Linked DNA regions of Mus musculus: region 2 is linked to region 1. Evidence: chromatin contacts called from public Hi-C data. All regions are on one chromosome and are shown on one strand. The core of a region is the stretch at or near the end of the contact, and the rest is flanking DNA. Distances in the headings are between cores, read along the strand shown.

Evidence for each region. Hi-C and Micro-C count contacts between places; a contact is called where the count stands out from the background.
Region 2: a contact with region 1 is called in a Hi-C map of cerebellum, with 1.9 times the contacts expected there. The contact joins the enhancer-like site here to the promoter of 1700080F18Rik in region 1. A contact is called at or near these places in 4 of 39 promoter capture datasets (the 3T3-L1 cell line, 3T3-L1-derived adipocytes, embryonic stem cells and 1 more) and 9 of 484 Hi-C or Micro-C datasets (the HL-1 cell line, the N1E-115 cell line, brain and 6 more).

The regions. Positions count from the first base shown.
Region 1 is chr6:118,839,319-118,842,018 of GRCm38.p6, reverse strand. It overlaps 1700080F18Rik (a long non-coding RNA gene), which reads right to left and starts at 1,431. Exons shown (of 2, transcript XR_003956354.1): 1 at 1-1,431. All of the region lies in intron 3 of Cacna1c (calcium channel, voltage-dependent, L type, alpha 1C subunit), which reads left to right.
Region 2 is chr6:118,923,308-118,926,007 of GRCm38.p6, reverse strand. The region is part of intron 3 of Cacna1c (calcium channel, voltage-dependent, L type, alpha 1C subunit); the gene reads left to right. Among named protein-coding and RNA genes, the nearest start is that of 4931430N09Rik, 44 kb to the right of the region's middle. Within about 2 kb of position 1,362, at least 13 of the 459 cell types and tissues checked have an H3K27ac peak or open chromatin away from gene starts, as enhancers often do. A contact at or near this core is called in cerebellum and cerebral cortex, where this site is marked.

The DNA of each region.
Region 1 (2,700 bases), core at 182-2,681:
AGCCCCACTTGGGGTGAGGACTGTCCTCATTACAGCAAGTGAGATGGATGGTGTTCTCAGACCAGGGCACATCATGGGAAAGCCTGCAGCAGGTGTAGCCTCCTTCTTAGCCAGCCCTGAGGCTTTCCACTGGCACCGTGTGGGGCAGGGATGGGGAGAAGAGAATCAATTTCTAGTGGTCTGGCCTCTCCTAAGGTTCACGTCCTCAGCATGTGCCTTCCTAGGCTACAGTGAGCCCCTGTTACTGGTGCTCAGCTTGGCTGCCTGTGATCCGAAGGCTCCCTACTTCTCAGTCCCTGCCTTATCATTTATGAATGAAGAACAGTGAGGAGGGAATGACATCAAATGTCTTTGACCTGGACGTGCTTCAAAAGGTTCCTGAAGCTCCTGGAATCGTATACATATGGAATGTGCTTCTGGCCACTCTCTCGGGGGCTAGCCATCCATGGCTAACTGCTGCTTTCAAAGGGTCTTTGAACTCAGGGTTAAGGTCATGAATGAGTTGGTCCCTGAGGGCCCCTCCACTTCTGCCCATTGATGACTTTAGAGCACTCATTCTCAGCACTTGGGTCGTGACCCCTTTGGCAAGCCCCCATCTCCAAAAATACTTACATTATGATTCCTAACAGTAGCAAGAAGTACAGTTAAGAAGCAGCAACAAAGATAATTTTATGGTTGGGGATCGCCACACCATGAGGAACTGTGTTAAAGGGTCACAGTGTTAGGAAGGCTGAGACTCACTAACTTAGAGCCATCGAAGCTGATGCATTTTGTCACACCCAGCAATGGGTTTGTGGAGACATGTGGTAGAGCCTTGGATTGGAAACACCCTATAAATTAGCTACTTTAAAGTAACTGACCTACTGGGCTTCATCACATGGGTTTGCTGTAGCGTTCCTACCTCTCAGCACCAGCTCTGAGAGCATCCCCAGGTTGTCCTCTATGTAACTTCTATCAATTTGGGGAGCACTTCTGCTGTTGGGCAGCCTGCTTTGTGGTCGTGAGCTAAGATGGTCTCCCTGAGCTTGCTGCCTGGGGGGGGGCATCCACGCTACCACTAAGATGGACATGCGACCTCTTACCTCTTGCACTCACAGAGCGGTAGAGAGCATTTCTTATTGGCAGTTTAATAATAAATGGATTGACTGTTAGAAACGCTTGGGAAGCTCACTCTGGGCTGTTGGACGGATGCTGTGAGAAAATCCAAACAATCACCTTTGAGGAATTCCAGGAGAATCTGGAGACTAACTGGAGATTAATTTCCAGGGACTTCGCAGTGCTTCTAAGTTGATACTGCTGCCACCCAGCTACAGAAAGGATATACATCTCTCTCTGTTCTGAACACCCTTGCTCTGACCACCAGTTCTTAACCATGGTCCAGGAGGTCGCTAGGTAGAATTCCAATGTGTCTCTGAAATAGGATGAAAATGGTTAGATCTTTGCTTTCAGACTTCTAGCGTGTATTCATCATGACTTTTCTTTATGATTGGAGGCAACATTAGTACTTCTATGACTTTTTCCACTGCTAGAAATCACTTTAAATCGAATTAAGGTAGGTGCAGGTACTCAAAAGTTTATGATAGGTAGCCACTTAACTCCAGACCACCAGTAGGTGAGAGGCGGTTTATCTTAGGGTTGGGATCATACACTCTAAAATCAGCAACCCTGCATTTGACCAAGCGTAACATCATATGTACTGTTCAGTTATCTTTCTCTTCATTAAATGCTGTGCTCTGCCTTTTAGGCATGCCTGGGCAACCCTAAGTACCAAATATGGAACTATTGCTGTTGCCCCATGCAGATAGCCTGTGTGGTAGTTGGAAAACTCAGGAAGAAAGGGGTGATGGGATAAGATGTATCAATCAGCTTGCTGTAGACCGAATAATTACTGGAGACAATCAGCTAAGAAGTCTGTTTCTACTGGCTACAGAGTGTGAGCACTTGGCTCTCTCTGTTGCTTCTGCTGGTGAGAGCTTGCAGCAGAGAAGGCTTGTTCATCTCATTGTGGCCAGGAGACAAAGAGACAGGAAAGGAACGGAGTCCCAGGATTTCTACTGCCAGCAACCTAATCCAAGTTTTCACTGCTTCTCAGTAGCCCCAAAACTGGGGACCCAGTGTGCAGCGCACATGGACCTCTGGAGAACACTGAAGATGCAGACTGCAGCAGATAGTAAGAGGAGAAATGGGACCAAAGCGTGGGGTGGTGGAACAATGGTGAGTCAGAAGCCTGGAGTTTCCCTTCTGATGCTGCCTTCATCAGGTCCTGGCTCACAAGAACAGTAATGTGGAACAGCCATGTGAGGGGGTGGGAGGACCGTGCCCTTCCTCCTTAGGTTCTAAGTCATAATGTCTTGATGGCTGGTGGAGTGAGGGGTCAGCTGTGACTCTGGAGTAAACCATGCCTGTTATAAATAGAAGGGTCAAGTTCCAAACTGGGAGGAGGGGTGGAGCCAAGGAGGCAGCCTAGCAAGCTGGGGGTTTTCAGCACCCCTTTGGCAGCAGAGATAAAGTTAATAAACAGAACCATCCCAAGAAACGGTTCCACGTCAGAGTCAGTCGAGGTGAGGAGCCTCTTCCCACAACTTCTTGGAAAAATAGAGACCCAGAGTTTGGAGACAAAAGGAAATAAAGCCAGTCAAAGTGCCCGTATTTACACAGTGGCCTTCACAGAGCAACCATCCAGGATAGCGCACTGGAGTA
Region 2 (2,700 bases), core at 113-2,612, 84 kb before region 1:
TGTGGACACTATTGGTGGCTTGATTTCCTGGTTCTTTTTACTCCTTTCTCCCTTCTTCCCCAGGAATGCTCTAGGGTGGGGAGAATCTGAGAATGGATCCCCTTCTCGCTTGGCTTCTTCAGGGGAGAGAAAGAGCCAAGAACCGAGTCAACCTCTTACATTAGGACTGCGATCCAAACATCTGTGCTTTCACGGTTGTCTCTGAGGTAGTTCTGTGCAGAATACACTTCCACAGAAACTTTGCACTAGAAATGAATGTGACTTGTTTGTCCCTGGGATTTAGGAAGATTGAGTCCACAGAGCCAGCACCCTGAGTGGTTGCTTTGTCCCCTATGGTCCCCCTTTGGTCTTACCATGAAAAGCTTGGTAATTCAATGGCCAGGTGCTATTGACAGCGACCCTGTGGGATTTTTTTTTTACATTAATATTTCTGATCTGTGGTCAGGCCCTATAACCATCCAGGCTCTTTAAACAAGAATTACCAGACCCTCTGTCTGATTTGGACCATCTGGCTTCGGGTCACCTGTAGCGTTCATTGGCCACAGGTTCTTGGTGGCTCTGGGCATAGCTGGATAGTCCGCGTTTCTAACCAGCTTGTGATCAGGCCGAGCGGCTGGACTCAGATCACACTGCTTGACTAAGTTGGACTCTCCACAGACATGACCTGGGCATCAAGAATCTCTTTAAATTCCCCTGTGACTCCAGTGACCACCTGTTGCTAAAAAACCATTTCAAATCACCAACTGATCACCTCGTCTGGTATGCATTCTGTGGTCTTGTTGTTCAGGGTCTGTGTTGTGAGTGACAGGACCTCTAGAAGTTCCATTGCTCATGAGAGACCAATGGGAAGAATTAGGATGTCTATGAATTGAGTTTCTTTGATTAAGTATGCACCCAATGTGTCCCCTATGGGAAGAGAAGTCCTGGATAGTGGGCAGAGTGATCATGAGCCAAAACAAGAACTAGCTTGCTCTCTTGTTGTGCTTGGTGGCAGACAGACTAGAGGAAGGTTATGTGCATCTGAAATAAGAGCTCTCAGCGGTCAGCAAGTGGTACCTCTCCAGGAGAATGTGTCAGGCCATTGTACCTAGTGGTCATCCTGAGTTTTCTTGACTGCCTAGCGATGGCGTAGCTGGAGGCAGGAAGCCAGCTACCTCCAGAAGCAACATTAGAGTTATCAGAAACTCAGTTTTTAAATGAAAAGCTACAGGTCAGGCATAGAGAAGAACTAAAATATCTAATAAGTGTGTGCTCGCCTCAACCGTGTTTCTCCGAGTGTATTTAGACCTATACTGAGTATGTGCAATGTGCCTGCAGTGCTGGGCAGTGAGTCCCTGTCATTAGGGAGACATCTGTGCTCACAGAGGCTGCTGACCTGGCCATGTGGGTGATGCTCCAAGGCACCGGAGTCCGTGAGATAACGTCTTTAGGATCCTGAGTGGTTAGCCGAGATACTGTTTACAAAGGAGCAGCTCTTCTCTTTTGATACTCTGTGCTCATACCGAGCCCAAGCGACTCTTGACCGGTAAGAGGACATTTGTGTCGAGGCATATAGAATCACTAAACGCTTGCCTTTAGAGGTCACCCAATCCAGGCCATTTGCTCTGAGCAAGAAGATACCAAATCTACACAGGGTAAGCTATAGATGTGTGGCTATATGTGTGTGGCCCTCTGGCAGTGAAGCTGGATGCCAAGCAGCTTCCCTGAGGACCCACCCAGTCCTTCACCTTCCTTGCCACCTTCAGAGAAATGAAGCCAGCTCAGGAAACGTATCTGGGTCCTTAGGACCAGGGGCCCTCCCTCTGAAGAGTTAATGTTTTAATTGGCCCAGCAGAGCTGAAGTCTGCATGTGGGTAAGCGAGCACAGGTGGAGAAGCAGCAGCAGAAGAGAACCTTCTGGCCAGCACCTGCTACCTCAGCAGATGCCACAGCAAATGGGGACTGGGGACTGACTGTGACCAAGGGGAAGGGAGGGATTCAGTGGCATTGTCCTCTGGGTCCTCTATGGGCAGCAGGGCAGATGTATACTTTTAGAGAGGGATGGGCTGACTTTTTCTGCAAACCCCATGATGGGGCATTCCCTGGGGAAGCCATGGGTCAAATACCCTAAGAGAAAAGGCTGGTGGGGGATAGAGAAATGGCTTTGCAACAAAGAAATGAGCTGGGCTGAGAAGTTTCCCCACCTAACTACCCAGACCTGGGAAGGTGACCGCAAGGCAGGGTGAGATGCCATGGAAGCTCTGGTGGGAGTTTGGTCAGTTGGGCTGTCCGTGGGGAGTGGCCAGAGGAGCTTGTGTGCCTGACTTTATTAAGGAGACCGGCTCAGGGCTGTGCTCCCAGGGCCCCTCCTGCATAACTCGGGGTTCCTCTGCCTAGTGTCACGAGGAATGAGAAAAGCCGAGAACTTGAAGCAGTGTGTAGTTTTGGCCTTTTCTGGAGCAGCTGCCCCTGCTACAGGGGTCTGAGGAGAACTCCAGGACCTGGATTACAGTATGAACTGTGTGTGGCAGTTTTCTATGGGGTGCAGGCCTGCCTTGCCGACTCCTGTGAGAGAGCCTTCTCTGGCCTGCGTGAGTCAGGAGATTCATGAAATAAAGGGGTCTATAGACTGGATTTAAGGCCCCTTGGTTTGACCAGTTGCCAACCATGCGCACGAGACTTTTAAGCAAGGGAATCCCACCTCCTCTGCGTTATGAGGTA